5 separate regions of the Mus musculus genome follow, and all the other regions are linked to region 2. A link is a contact called in public HiChIP or PLAC-seq and promoter capture Hi-C data. All regions are on one chromosome and are shown on one strand. The core of a region is the stretch at or near the end of the contact, and the rest is flanking DNA. Distances in the headings are between cores, read along the strand shown. Region 1 overlaps Phtf2 (putative homeodomain transcription factor 2). Region 2 holds the start of Gsap (gamma-secretase activating protein). Region 3 overlaps Rsbn1l (round spermatid basic protein 1-like). Region 4 holds the start of Lrrc17 (leucine rich repeat containing 17). Region 5 holds the start of Armc10 (armadillo repeat containing 10).

The links. Promoter capture Hi-C pulls out the DNA fragments that hold promoters and counts their contacts. HiChIP or PLAC-seq counts read pairs in DNA pulled down with a chosen protein or histone mark.
Region 1: a contact with region 2 is called in a promoter capture Hi-C map of hematopoietic stem and progenitor cells, with 2.1 times the contacts expected there. The contact joins the enhancer-like site here to the promoter of Gsap in region 2. A contact is called at or near these places in 3 of 39 promoter capture datasets (the C10 cell line, the HPC-7 cell line and hematopoietic stem and progenitor cells) and 1 of 115 datasets of contacts at active chromatin or transcription factors (microglia).
Region 3: a promoter capture Hi-C map of liver shows a contact between it and region 2, with 3 times the contacts expected there. The contact joins the enhancer-like site here to the promoter of Gsap in region 2. A contact is called at or near these places in 10 of 39 promoter capture datasets (the 3T3-L1 cell line, 3T3-L1-derived adipocytes, the C10 cell line and 5 more), 3 of 115 datasets of contacts at active chromatin or transcription factors (bone marrow-derived dendritic cells, embryonic stem cells and microglia) and 2 of 9 other capture datasets (liver and pancreatic islet).
Region 4: a FOXA1 HiChIP or PLAC-seq map of pancreatic cancer cells shows a contact between it and region 2. The contact joins the promoter of Lrrc17 here to the promoter of Gsap in region 2. A contact is called at or near these places in 2 of 39 promoter capture datasets (the 3T3-L1 cell line and stem cell-derived epiblast-like cells), 1 of 115 datasets of contacts at active chromatin or transcription factors (pancreatic cancer cells) and 1 of 9 other capture datasets (adipose tissue).
Region 5: a contact with region 2 is called in a FOXA1 HiChIP or PLAC-seq map of pancreatic cancer cells. The contact joins the promoter of Armc10 here to the promoter of Gsap in region 2. A contact is called at or near these places in 15 of 39 promoter capture datasets (the 3T3-L1 cell line, 3T3-L1-derived adipocytes, the C10 cell line and 10 more), 1 of 484 Hi-C or Micro-C datasets (Th1 cells), 5 of 115 datasets of contacts at active chromatin or transcription factors (the NIH/3T3 cell line, astrocytes, bone marrow-derived macrophages and 2 more) and 3 of 9 other capture datasets (adipose tissue, embryonic stem cells and liver).

The regions. Positions count from the first base shown.
Region 1 is chr5:20,859,375-20,862,192 of GRCm38.p6, forward strand. All of the region lies in intron 1 of Phtf2 (putative homeodomain transcription factor 2), which reads right to left. Among named protein-coding and RNA genes, the nearest start is that of Phtf2, 21 kb to the right of the region's middle. Within about 2 kb of position 1,362, at least 9 of the 459 cell types and tissues checked have an H3K27ac peak or open chromatin away from gene starts, as enhancers often do. A contact at or near this core is called in the HPC-7 cell line and hematopoietic stem and progenitor cells, where this site is marked.
Region 2 is chr5:21,184,940-21,187,764 of GRCm38.p6, forward strand. It overlaps Gsap (gamma-secretase activating protein), which reads left to right and starts at 1,328. Exons shown (of 31, transcript NM_175437.3): 1 at 1,328-1,520. The coding sequence starts at 1,424.
Region 3 is chr5:20,905,984-20,908,683 of GRCm38.p6, forward strand. Rsbn1l (round spermatid basic protein 1-like) reads right to left here. Exons shown (of 8, transcript NM_001080977.1): 4 at 2,124-2,261. Among named protein-coding and RNA genes, the nearest start is that of Tmem60, 25 kb to the left of the region's middle. Within about 2 kb of position 1,283, at least 3 of the 459 cell types and tissues checked have an H3K27ac peak or open chromatin away from gene starts, as enhancers often do. A contact at or near this core is called in liver, where this site is marked.
Region 4 is chr5:21,541,990-21,544,815 of GRCm38.p6, forward strand. Lrrc17 (leucine rich repeat containing 17) reads left to right here and starts at 1,538. Exons shown (of 4, transcript NM_028977.1): 1 at 1,538-1,730. Fbxl13 (F-box and leucine-rich repeat protein 13) reads right to left here. Exons shown (of 21, transcript NM_001199632.1): 12 at 1,671-1,800.
Region 5 is chr5:21,644,660-21,647,415 of GRCm38.p6, forward strand. Armc10 (armadillo repeat containing 10) reads left to right here and starts at 1,347. Exons shown (of 6, transcript NM_026034.5): 1 at 1,347-1,576. The coding sequence starts at 1,444. Fbxl13 (F-box and leucine-rich repeat protein 13) reads right to left here and starts at 946. Exons shown (of 21, transcript NM_001199632.1): 1 at 803-946. The coding sequence starts at 877.

The sequences.
Region 1 (2,818 bases), core at 112-2,611, 330 kb before region 2:
ACTCCATTGTGTAAATGTACCACATTTTCTGTATCACCACTTTATTTTTAAGACAGTGCCTCTCACTGAACCAGGAACTCACCAGTTCAGCAAGGCTGACTGGCTAACCAGCTCTAGGAATCCTCCTGTCTCTGCTCCCCAAAGCACTGAAGTGTCAGGAATGCTCCCCCACACCCAGCATGAACATGGGTGTTGGGAATCTGTTCTCAGCACCTCATAATTATGTGGCAAGACATCACCACCTAAGCCATTCTCTAGCCCACTAAATCTTTTTTGGATCAATCAACTACAAGGATGGGTATTACAGTAAGAATAAGATTTTAAAACTAGGGGTGGGTGGGTATGGGGGACTTTTGGTATAGCATTGGAAATGTAAATGAGCTAAATACCTAATAAAAAATGGAAAAAAAAAAGATTTTAAAACTATAGTGTTAACTGTAGGCATGACATTTTAACTTTGCTATAGATAGTATCAGTTAATTCTCTTTGTTACATAGGATTAATCACTGTTTCTATCAAAATATCTGAATTTTTCTTTATTACATTTTCACATTTATGATGCCAAAGGTTAGCCTACAATGAGATGGTGACTACAGAAGTCATGGTGGGTGCAGGGTGCTCTCACTGTAATAATGACCAGGAGGAAGATTCTTTGTACAGATCTACATGTTTTAAAAAGCGATTTTTAACTACTTTGAATTACTCTATGAATGGTCATATATTACCGTGCATTTCTCTTATTATTCTTGAACCAATTCACAGTCCAACATGCCCCTCATTATGCTCAGAAAACACACCATCTCACCTGACACTCGGCTTCTGCCTTTTATTCCTTTTATTCTTTGTTTGTTTGTTTGTTTGCTTATAGTCTATGTTTTATTATACACAAGAAATCTTCAAAATCCTGAGTGGCATGTGTTTAATTCTACCATTTGGAATTTAAAAACAAAAACAAAAACTTCAAGCCAAGCTTGTACATGGCTGTCTATAACTCAAGCAATTGGAAAGCTTAAGAAAGTAGAAACTGAGTGTGAGGCCAGCTGGGATACTTAGTGATTCTGAGGCTATCCTGGCTACATAACAAGACCCTCTCAAGAAAACAGAGAGAGAGAGAGCAGGAAAGATGGAGGAGAGGAGTTACCCCAGATTCAAGACTTACAAAAATGTCTTTGTGTGTGTGTGTGTGTGTTATTTTCTTATTTGTTTGACACAGGGTCTCAGTACACTCCCCTCTCCCACTCCACCCCCCGCCCCACATACACACACAGAGGAAGCTTAGTGCTTCTCTCCATCCTCCATCTTAACTCCAAAACAAAGGCTTCCTAAGGAACATGTGCTTACTGTCTCTTTGTCCACATTAATGAGGAAGTATGACATATAACTTGCAGACAGCAAGGCCGTACAGGCCACTTGGGGAAGAGAGGCCATGTTCTTCCTTTGCATCTCACTGGGCACCTACTATGTCTCTGCAGCAGAGGACATGGAGCAGAAGAACAAGCACCAGGAGAATTGTAGTTCAAACTTCAGGAAGGCCCGGGTACTGTTCAGTTACTGAGTTCTCTGCACCTACGCTTTTCACCAGCTCTAACCCTAGGTTCCACATAACAAAAGACTAAAAGACAGCAGCTTCAGTTATGTACGAGTTCCTCTAAATTATTTTACTAACATATCTAAAAATATTAGCTGAATCTATTTTACATATGGAATTTAACAGGGTACAAACTACTAGATGAATGTGTTTTAAAGAAAGTTTCTCCTCAGGCCCTATGGCCTCACTATTACTACCTTTCCTAATAACCTTTTATCACCCCTGTCTGGTCATAGAATAAAACTCGTAACTAACTACCTTAGAACTATATTCCAACCTCTATTGCCCTGCTCTAACCTATTAACCAACACTGCTGTTCAGTCCTCTCATCTTCTCTTGTTTCAACCATACCACACTTTTCTACCTCTGCCAAAATCCTATTTCCTCTTTACAAAGGGGCCTCCTATGCATTTCCCCTCATCCTTCCACTCAATACTTTGAAACTGTCTTTGTTCTGTGTTTCAATTACATCTATACTGTCCTGCATGTACTCTGCTGTACTTAGCTACATATGCTCCCCACCCCCAGTTCTAAATGTTAAGAAAAGTCCAATGCCTTTAAGTAACCATCCTATAACCTAGTGGACTCAACCTTCCTGATGCTGCGACCCTTGAATACAGTTCCTCATGTTGTGGTTATCCCAACCATAAAAGTATTTCATTGCTACTTCATAACTAAATTTTTCTACTGCTATGAATTATAATATAAATATCTGATATGCAGAATATCTGACATCTGTCCTGTGCAAGAGTTGTTTAACCTCCATAGGTGTCACGACCCACAGGTTGAGAACCACAGCTGTTACTTTTTGACTATATTAAACACTAAGGTTTAAAGAAATTTTGAAGTTAACAACAAAGCACCATCAAAAATGAATTTAAGGGCAAGAATAAAAAATAACTCATAAACCTCCCACAGTGCACAGAAACACATAGGCACACCTTTTCTTAATATTAAAAATTTTTTAAATATAATAAATATGGCTGATTTGCTGACGTATCATTCAATCATCCAATACAGAATAATCTGGAGCCTAAAAGGTCCAATGAAAAATTACTAAAACCCAGACTGAAGAGATGGCTCGCAGTTAAGAGCACTGACTACTCTTCCAGAGTTCCTGGGCTCAATTCCCAGCAGTCACATGGAGGCTCACAACCATCTGTAATGGGATGCCCTCCTCTGGTCTGTCTGAAGATAACTACAGTGTACTCATATGAATAAAAATAAATA
Region 2 (2,825 bases), core at 78-2,577:
GAACCAGGTCTGGGAGCAACTGGAGATTGTTCTAGGTTAGTGGTTCTCAACCAGTGAGTCTCGAAAGGGGTAGGTATTCTCTTTCATGGGGGTTATCTAAGACCTTCAGAAAACACATATTTACATTATGATTCATAACAGTAGCAAAATTACAATTAGGAAGTAACAGTGAAAAACATTTTTGTTTGGTTACAACATGAGGTGTATTAAACATGAGGTGTATTAAACATGAGGTGTATTAAACATGAGGTGTATTAAACATGAGGTGTATTAAACATGAGGTGTATTAAGCATGAGGTGTATTAAACATGAGGTGTATTAAACATGAGGTGTATTAAACATGAGGTGTATTAAACGGTGGCAGCATTAGGAAGGTTCAGAACCACTGAACAGAAGGAAGGTATGAATAACCAGAATCCGTATGAATAGCCAGATTAGTTGGGAGTTCAAGTTCTAGTTACCAGGCACCAGCACTGGGTAAAGACTAGGCAGTGTTCTGCTTTGAGATATGGAGCTGGCTGAGTGTTTGTTTTTGAGATCAGGACTCATTCTCTAGCCCAAGCTGGCCATGACCTCCAAGCTAGTCTCCTAAGTGCAAAGCTGATAGGCATGAGACATTATGTCGGCTAAGGCTATTTCAGTTTTAGCAACAGTAATTACCTGCTGTTGCTGTACAGAACGGATGGCATCTCACAGGGCCAAGTTTATTGAGCACTCCTCAAGCAGAGTAAGCCAGAGTGATAGAACGAAAACACCAGGCGTACTTATAGTGGAATAGATGGACTTGGGAAGGAACCCAAGAAGAATGAACGTGCCTATAGACAAACCTCGTGGGAGGCCACTTGCGGACAAGCCAGCTTCCTCAAGCATGACTGAAAGGTAAAGAGAACCCAGACTGTGCTAAGCTAACCGTCCTTAGTGTCATTTAACAGCACCCTGTAGTTTACCCACTCCCTGCTGCTGTTTATTACCTAAACACTATAGCTGAAACATCACCCTGTGCAGCAGAGCTAAGGAGAATTGGCCCGTATGCCAGCTGCCTTTGTGTAACCTCGAGTCTCCTCAGGTGACCTGGCCCTAGCTAAGTGGCTGCGTGGGGGAATGACCTGGGACTAAAGAAAACCTGCCCTCCGCTTCGCACGGCTGTCCCCAAGTCCAGTCTGGAAGCTGCTGGCTTTGTCACCCCTTCGGGCCCTGCCACAGTTCCCTGCCAGCGCCAGCGGCAGGGGAGGCGTTGTCTCTGGGGTAGGGAGAAGTGCTCCCCGGCGTAGGCCTGGAAGGGGCGGTGCTCGGGATCCTCGGGGCTGGACCGCCCAGAACCCTGAACCGAAAGCAGCCTGGGGAGGCGGGGAGGAAGGAGAGGTGGTTGTAGGCTGAGAGGTGTAAGCCCGCCCGGAATGCCCGCCGCTGCTGCTTGGGAGCCATGGCTCTGCGGCTGGTCACTCACTTCGATGTGCTGGAGGACGTGCTCCCGAGTCTGCTCACACAGGCGGCGACAACGGACGAAGGAGACAGAGCAGGTGCTGGACGCGGGTCCTGGAGGGGGCGGCCGGGGCTGGTCACCCGAAGTCCCATAGAGGCTCTGGGTTGAGGGGGCACCGTCCCTGCGGGCACATCTTGGGGCTGCCCAAGCCTGTGCAATGAGTGGTACCCAATGTGTCACCACAGAGAGGGGAGGGTGGGGTGGAGGTGGCGTAGCGGGATGGTTCCCTCTCGCTTGCCTCCTGGGCTCAGCTAGGATCAGGACAAAGTATAGGGTGACTTAACCAGCATGAATCGTGATGGTCAAAAAAGGACCATTTAAGTATCTTAGCAATTACATTGCTTGCCCCAGCGAGGATGCTGACCATTCTTAGCGTCAATATGTTTTTAAAAAGGAGAGTTCAGTGGTTTAACCTTTTTTCTTTTCTTTTCTCTTCTTTTTGTTAATAAGACGTTTTCTGTGTATCTGTGGAACAATCTGTATCTCTGATGGCTTAGGGGGAATTTCCCATCAGATGTGAGTAGAGAGGGTAGGGTGCTCTTTCAGGCTGCACGCAGGGAACTGAGGGTTCACGGGTTCTAAAGACAAAGCAGCAGCTTGCTCAAGAGCCATCAAGCACTCCCCTAAACCCACCCCACCCCACCTCACCTCACCCCTGCACGGCAAGCAGTACCAAGGCAGGGATATTCAGCTTCCTGCCTTCCCAGGTCAGTTGGAACTTGTTTCTGATGCTTGAGGCTCTTCTGGTGAGGAAGTGGAAAATGACTTTTGTGTGTTCCCAGAATTGATTCACTTAAAAGAAGAGCATCTGTAATTTAAGATATGTTTTTCTTTTCTTTTCTTTTCTTTTCTTTTCTTTTCTTTTCTTTTCTTTTCTTTTCTTTTCTTTTCTTTTTTCTCTCCTCTCCCCTCCCCTCCCCTCCCCTCCCCTCCCCTCCCCTACAGGTGGCTGTAGGATGGAAATGGAGTCAACAACAGCTTGAGGGGGAAGAGGCCAGGTTTCATTATTGTGCCTACTCTTGGTGCTGTGTTGAACTTTGGGAGTATGGTTTCTCCTGAAACAAAATGAGAAAATATTCACAAAAAATCAAAACAGTAACATAAATACTTTAACATCTCTAAATAGTAATTTAAAAGGAAACCATGTATATATTATCCAGCTACAAAGTGAGCAGTAGCAGGACTGTTGAGGGCTTGTGTGTATGCACCTCATGATTCTTCATCTGAGTACCTCGGAGGTCTGAATATTTATAGAGCATTCTTTCCATTTTATTTGTAGCTTTAGACCCATTTTTATCTGAATTTCAAGTGAATAAAAGCATAGGCTCTCTTTTTTCTTTAA
Region 3 (2,700 bases), core at 33-2,532, 280 kb before region 2:
ACTTCATGGAGGGATATATGGGTAGGGATAGGAAAAATAATGTAATTATATTATAATCTCAAAAGGAAAAATTAAAACTCGACCTGAAAGCCAACAGATGAAACAAATTGATAATTTTTAAAAAATACTAATTCTCCCTGTAAGAATCCTTACAATGTCCTAATAAATAAAAAGCTAAAATGAGACTGGAGGAAGAGAAAAACTGTCCCCCCCCTTACACACAAATTCATATACAAGTTAAGCATCTGAAATACATCCTGTATTAACACATCCCTATTGTCACGTATTCTGCTTCAGTTCAGCTCAGAAGATCTCGTGGGCCACCCTCCTAGAGGTGAGGGCCCATGCTTATCAGTAGTCACTCTTCTTTCTAACACAGGCAACAGAAATCTAATAAGCTGCCAAATAAGCATGCGGTCTCCACAACAACCTTGAAAACAAATTTGAGTTTAAAAAAACTAAGTGTTGGGCTGGTGAGATGGCTCAGTGGGTAAGAGCACCCGACTGCTCTTCCGAAGGGCCGATGTTCAAATCCCAGCAACCACATGGTGGCTCACAACCACCCGTAATGAGATCTGATGCCCTCTTCTGGTGTATCTGAAGACAACTACAGTGTACTTACATATAATAAATAAATAAATAAATCTTTAAAAAAAAAAAAAAAAAAAACTAAGTGTTTCCTTAATAAGTCATAATCAAATACAACATCAAATATATATATGCTTATATTTGCTTAGTAGTTTCTTTTTTGTTTTTGGTTTCTCTGTAGCCCTGACTGTCCTGGAATTTGCTCTGTAAACTAGGATGGCCTCCAACTCAGAGATCCAACTAACTGCCTCTGTCTCCTGAGTGCTGGGATTAAAGGTGTGTGCCGCCAGCACCTGGCAGTAGTTTCTTGAAAAGGTTACTGGTCTTAAAGCAGAAACTAAGTTGAAATTTAAACGTGAAGGAGAATGGAAGATCACAAGTTCACTATGATGGAATGATGGTGTTGTTTAATCACCTTTTGAAAGAACTTATTTCTCTAGAAAGAATGCTTAAAATAAGATTTGAAGCAGCCATTCTATAAAATACCACTTAATGATTACAATCAATGTACCTTGATATGACTAGCTGGAAGAAAAAGGAACAACGTTTAAAAGCTATAAAGGAGAAAAAAACAATATAGTGAAAACAGAAGATGCCTATGTGGTAAGTTTTAGACTAGTCTCACACTCCGCTGTGGACTAGGGCCTACATTTCAGGGAGAGTTCACGACCTCAGAATTACTGACTATTAAAAACTTACCTGCCCAGGTCAGAGATTTCTCTCTCAATGGGCTACCCCAGGTAACCCATAGTAAGAGTGCAGCAGCACAGCAGGTAAGAGCTGGGCACACAAAACTAGAGATCTGTGCCCACAACTCATGCAAATAAAGAAGGAGAGATGAGACTCCATAGAAAAAAGAAAGGAAAGAAAAAAGGGATTCCACCAAGTTGTCTGCTGACTGCCACATGCACATATGTGCCCTACCCCACATAGACTAACAATAATGAATACATTTTTAAAGAAATATCAAATGGGCCTTGATTAGAACTTTTATAGACTATGATGGGGCGTGAACTCGATGTTTTATACAACTGTACAAGTCCCTACCTCGGCCAGTTTCCCACAGTGTCAGCCACCCCCCACCCCCTTTGTGCTCAAAGTGTTTAACAGGCATCCTTCCTACACTTCTTGGTCTACAAGACACACAGGGCAGTAACAGGCAAGGGCATTTGCTGGTGTAACATTTAACTTGGCCATTACAGTTAAGAGTGAGAAGTTACGTATATACGTAACACAAGATCACTGTTTCCTTCCTTTCCCCTGATTTAAATAAACTTTTTTCTAATTATGTTGAGCATGATGGTGCAGACCTTTAATCTCAGCACTCAGGAGAGAGGCAGGGGCAGGCAGAGTTCTGTGATTTGGAGACCAGCTTGGTCTACAGAGTGAATTCCAGGATAACCGTGAGTGCAGGAAACCCTGTCTCAAAACAAAACAAAGATCACGATAGTTCTAAACAAACAGCCATCCATTGGCATCAGCTATAACCGAAAGCAATACCCACCACACTTTAGAATGCCAAGACCTTCTCTTACTTTTAAAAATGGTGACGCCTCTAACATGTCAAGGAACTCGGGGAAGTAATCGCCCACTTCTTCATCAACTGCTCCCACCAAGCTGATCTGTCGCATCGGGCCAGCTCTGTAAGTACCATGAGAATATGTTCTTTTTACCTGAGTGACATGAATTTAATTAAAAGTTAGACATGAAGTGTTAGCTACTGATGCGTAACAATGAATCATATCATTTCAAACTACTAGAACATAATACAAGGCAAGAAAAAACAAAAGAAACTTGTAATAATACAGTGATTATAAATATATTTATAAATATTAATATATTATTTGTAATATATTACTTATAATAATATATTTATAAATACATGTTTATATATATTAACTAATCAAGCCAGCTAATTTTCATTTCTTTCTCTGTAAACTACTCATTAAAAGAGACAAAGAGAGCCAGGCTGGTGGCATACATCTTAATCTCTGTTACACAGAGAAACCCTATCTTCAAAAACAAAAACAAAAACAGAGGAGAGTTTAAAGAGACAACACTGTATAAATAAGTCACTGCACCATCTCCTAATAGCAGAAGAGTTGTTGTTTA
Region 4 (2,826 bases), core at 288-2,787, 360 kb after region 2:
TGCTTGTACATGTTTGTTCATGTGTGTACGTGGGGCGGCATGAATGTGTTTGTGTGTGTGCATAGACAAGTTTATGTGTGTTGTGGCCACAATATGCATGTACACAACATAAGGCCTACTGTGGGAGACTGTTTAAGGTGAGATGCAGGGAAAGTGCTAAAACACTTACAGTTAGCAAGTTTGGCTGGAGGAATTTTTTGAGCACACAAATTTCTCTCTGTACTTAGAAACACTTTTCTCTGTGGTAGGGGGGGTCTGTGTTTCCTAGGGTCTCATCTGAGGTAGTGTTCTACCCTCCCACAGATGAGACACTATCCTCTTTGATGAGATTGTGTCAAAGGGACAGCTCCCAGATCTGGGAGAAAGACATTCCTAGGCTGTAAAACCATAACAAAGCTTTTTAAAGCAGCTGCTCTCAACGGAAAGCAGAGAAAGAATGTACAATTCCTACAGTCCCAGGTTTTCTTAATAAGTACTTTAGAGACATCAGATGGCCAAGGTCAAAAAGCTATCAGAAATCCAGCCACAATGAGGAAAACAAGGGTACTTCCAACTTAAGTCCTGGTTGGTACTAATGCACGTCTGCACGCTAGTTCACGGAAGTATCCATTCTGTACATTTATTTCAACCTTAGACAAGTCTTCTCTTCTCACCTCTCATACCTAGAACACTAGGAAGTCATGTTCAGGGAACAGTGCAGCTGCATAAGAATTCCTTGCCCCGTGGTGTCCGCCTCCAGGTGCTTATCATGTGACCTACACCATAGGCTTCTAGGCAAAACTGGCCGGTTTATTCTACCACTTGGAACTTTGGTAAATGGGCACAAAACCCTCACAAGGAATCCACTGTATAAAGAGTGATGTCTCACCTAACACAAAAACAGCTCAATCATTGGCAACTACAGCTAGCTGGTTGTGGTTAGACATTTATTTTAACCAGCTCTCACCTGTGTGGCATTATGAAGAACATAGTATACTACTGAAGACATCAATATTGAGACACGAAGAAATGGGAGAAAATTGGTCACAGGAAGGATAGCTTAAGTCTATGGAAACTATAGATAGCAGAAGGAACTGTGGAAGAAGTAGCGAGTGCATCTGAATGCCATATATTTCACATGACTGCCTGCCCAACTTCCCCAATCCCTGTCCCTTCATCTTCAAACAGTTTCCCACCCGAATCTCACATCTTTGTAATATTTAGGATATGTATGTAATGCAGTTTTAAACATTTACGGTCCTTTATGTGGGACTTCTATTTCTCACATTTATTGCTTGTAGCATTTTACCCAGAGAAAAGCCCACGGGGGACCTAACTGCCTTGTCAGGAATCCTGTGTATCCCACCCCATTTGTTTGTATCTTAGTGGCTCTATAAAGTTTTGGAGATTTGGACTCTGCCCTCAAACTGTTCTCAGAAGTGGTCCGTTTCATCATCCAATGAGCTCTGCCTGTTTGTTGATGTGACGCGCCTGTGGACAGAAGCCAGGCGCCTATAGTAGCAATCCTGGAGAAAATTGAAGCAGCTGTGGCCATGTAATTTAAAACCTCAGCAGAGTGTTCTGTGCTCCACGCACAGCATTAGTGCAACATGAGGGCTGGATGCAGCTGGCTCTCGGGAGGACGTCCTCGCCTGCTGCAGGACAGAGAAGACTGAGACTGGGAGGCAAACCTGGGTGCAGCCGGAAAGGTCCAGATAGATGAGCTTGTGGCATCCGTTCCCCAAGTTCAGGTACTGTAAGCCTTTGTCGGTGAACTTTCGGCAGTAAGCCAGACTGAGGTTCTGTAAGTTGTGGAAGTACCTGGGGCGATGGGGCAGAGAGGGGAGGAAGGAGAGTCAAATACTTAGCTTTTCTCAAGTCTTTCTTGAGCCACTATGACAAAGAGACCGAAAGCTGTATTCATCGTGCACTCTGCTTGCAGATGTTCGGCAGTTTTACAGCTGCAGTCTCTCTTGCTGTTACGTGAAGGGGGTGTCAGTGATAGAGAAGATAATGCATGGCTGCATGTCAAAGGGAAAGAAAGGCTATCTGGGAGGATTCCATGAAACTTGATGGGGTAACACTTTTCTTGGCTGGAGGGTGGGTGGAGTCTTGCATGCATATTATTTGAAAGTCTGTTGCTGAAACCCAAGTTAGAGTTTACTCTCTAGTTTTTAGCTCTTACCTTTGCCAAACTACTACATGAACTGTTGAGAAAGATAAACATTTCATAAGCATTTTATGGAAAGTAGCTGTTCCATCATGGTGAGGAATCAGGGCAGAAAGAAGACAAAACCTTACGCAGCAAGCTAAGTGGGCAACACTTGAGACAAATAAAAAATGGGTCTGATTAAAAAAATGATTTAAAAGCCAGAGATTTCAACGTGCATGGCTTTGTGAGTAATGATGTCCTTAGGATAATTAAAAATAACGGTTCAGACTGATATGTACTCAGGAGTTAAACATAGGCTAAGAACATCGAGTAGCTAAGTGGGCAACACTTGAGACAAATAAAAATTACACAGGAGGCTGTCAATCTCACTGGAGTTGGAACAGGAAAGATGCCATTACCACAATGACCAAAATGAGAGCTTCCAGAAGAAAGGGGACCGGGCGGGCATGGGTTGGTTTAGGATGTGTCTGTTCCACCACGTAAGGGCTGGCATTTTCAGGACACTCTGTGGACAAGCTTCTAAGCCCTCCTCAGCATGGCATTCTTTAAAAATGTAAGGATTCTTGCTGCCTCCTTGTGCAATAACTACCAATACGCTCTTAGTCTGGAGTCTGCAACAGCTTAGCGGCCATCGAGTACTCTAGAAGGAGGCAGAGAATGCCCCTCCACCTCTC
Region 5 (2,756 bases), core at 97-2,596, 460 kb after region 2:
GGAGGGGCTTGTAAGGGACTGGGAGGGGAGGAGAGGGGTGGGCTGCAATCGGGAAGTAAGTGAATAAAGAAATTAAGAAAGAAAAAGAAAAGGGGTAGTAGTTTCTTGGCAACATTTAGAAATGTAACCTTGAAAGTCACAAGAAAAAATACTGATGTCAGCATTGTGAAGACAACACTTAAGGTCGACTCTCCCTTCAGAAGCCCGCAATTGTCTGACCAGGTGTGTTCTACTCTCTCTACTGGAGCACCTTTGTTCCTGCGTTTAATGAAGCCAGCTTTGCTTCATACAAGTTGGCCCCGAAATTCATTTCTTTGTTGAAACCAAGACCTCAGGTTTTGCTTGGTGGCGATCTCTAAAAAGGTGTGTTGTGAAGCTGTGTGTAGAGGCAGGTGACTCTTCTTCCCTCCTGCTAACAACGAGGCGGGGCGAAGCCTACACCCAGAACCCCTCAAGTCTTTTGTCTTCAAGTGGCTCACCACTCACTTCTTGCTCAAGACGCTCTTCCATAATAGAATTTAGTAGTTGACACTTGGAGATTCCAACCCAGGCCCTGTGCTCTTTGCGCCCCCTGCAGATTGTCACTTTCCCCCGTCCCCTTCCTTTGTCATCCCCACCTGGGCTTGGTTTTAGCCACCGGCACCCTTCGGTCTTCTCTAACCTACCCTTCTCTCTCTAGTTACCCTAAATTGACTTCAAGCTTCCCCATCCTGCTCCTTCTTAGCTCCAGTTCCGGGAATCTCCTTGCCTCTCCCAGTTTTTCCCCGCGCCCACTGTGTGAGAGGCTATGTGGCTGCAGTACCTCACAGATTTGAGGAATGTACTTGTCCCTGAAGTAGCTCCTTAGCCTGGGGGTGGCACTGCGTAGTGAAGCCATGGTCAGAAGCAGGACTCAGAATGCGTTTCATAGGTTACTGCTGTTCACGTTGAGGAGGAGAGACGCGCCGGAGCGTTGCCTAGCAACCACAAAGGAGGTGCCAAATAGTCCAAGCCTTTCGCGAGATGAAGAAAGAACCTAGCAGGGAGGGGGCGGGGCAACTGGGGCGGGGCGGGGCGATTGCAGAGGGGCGGGGCAGAGAGGGGCGGGGCGAGTGCAGAGAGGCGGGGCAGAGCGGGGAGGGGCGGGGCAGGACAGTACAGGCCGGGGCCGGGTAAAATGAGAGGGCTGGACGGGAGAGTGAGTGTTGGGGCGGAGCTAGGGTCTGTGTTCAACGCGCCGCAGTCCCGGTCTTGGTCCAGGAAAAAGCTGCTTGCACTAGGGGCATCCCGCCTGCCTGGTGAAAGGAACCGCAGCACACAGGGTGGGAGGGCTTCCGATTTTAGCAGGGCGGCTTCCGGAAGGCGGAGCTCCAACCCCATTTCCTTTCTCTGGGCTGGTTCTGGCCCAGCTGCACCTGCGTGTGGCCCTGGCTCCTCGGCTCCCTGCAGCTCCGAGGCAGCAGCATGGGTGGCGCGCGGGACGTGGGCTGGGTGGCAGCAGGGCTGGTCCTGGGCGCCGGCGCCTGCTACTGTATCTACCGGCTGACTCGGGGACCGCGGCGAGGCGGTCGCCGACTGCGCCCTTCGCGATCCGCAGGTGAGGCGATGGGCTGCCCGGCAGGTGGACTGGTTCGGGGCTCCGGACCCACCTCAGGCCAGGCTGGGTTGGAGGTGCCCTAGACACCCGCGACTGCATGGGGAGAAAGGCTGGAGGTAGACAGACGACTCTGGAAGCCCAGGTTGCCTTGGGTGGGTCCTGAGCCGCTTCCCTGCTCCCACTTCTTTGTTTAAAATAAGAGCTGAAAACATTGCCCGAAGTGTCCTGTTACTTCCCTTCGGCTTCACAGCCAAGAGCTGAGGTTTCTCCGAGCCAAGTAGATTGCCTCTCATTTTAAAGTTTTACCTGAGCTTTTGTGTTGTTATCAAAGAGATGCCCCTTACTGTGAGAAGGTTCTCAGGGGCCTCAAGCCTGGGTTGAAACTTTGCTCGTGCTATGTGAAGAATGGATCCCTGAGATGCAATTCTGCCAGCACTTTGTGGCACCTGTCCTGGGAAGTACCTTTAAGTCATCCGTAGCGTCCCTGCAACCGGGGTGTGTGTGTTGGGAATAAGAACCACAACCAACAGGAGACACACCCTTCTAAAAGGATGGCTTAAGTCGTGAAAACTGTTGGAAAAACTATTTGAAATAAAACCTGCCAACCAATACCTGCTTGCCTCAAAGGTAGAGAAATATATTTGTTTTTAAACTGAGGTTGGTGGGAGCTAATTGCCCTTCCCTAGAACAAAAATAAGGCACCTTTAAAGGCAGGTAGAAAACACATCTTTGGGTTGTACAACTAGCATTTACTTTTCAAAATTTGCACTTACTAGAAGGGACCAGGAACAACCATGGATTTATATTCCAGCCTTCCATTTCCTCCAGGAAATGCTGTAAGAAAGGGGAGTGCACAGAACCTTCCCCTTTGGTCACAGAGGAAAGCAGTTTTTGAAAATGAGCATTTGCCCTTACAAAGCCTGATTTGTAGGGTGCTTGTTTGTGTGTGGGTTTTTTGTGGTTTTGTTTGTTTTTTCTCTCTGTCAAATATTTCTATACAAGAATACTTTGGTGGGTTTTTGTTGTTGTTGTTGTTGGTGGTGGTGGTGGTCTTTTGTTTTGCTTTTTTAAGGCAGAAGATCTGATGTGTCCCTGGCCTGGAACTCACTGCATAGCAGAAAATTTGAACTTCTGATTCTCCTGTCTCCATCTCCGGGGTTGCTGGGTCTGACAGCATCCA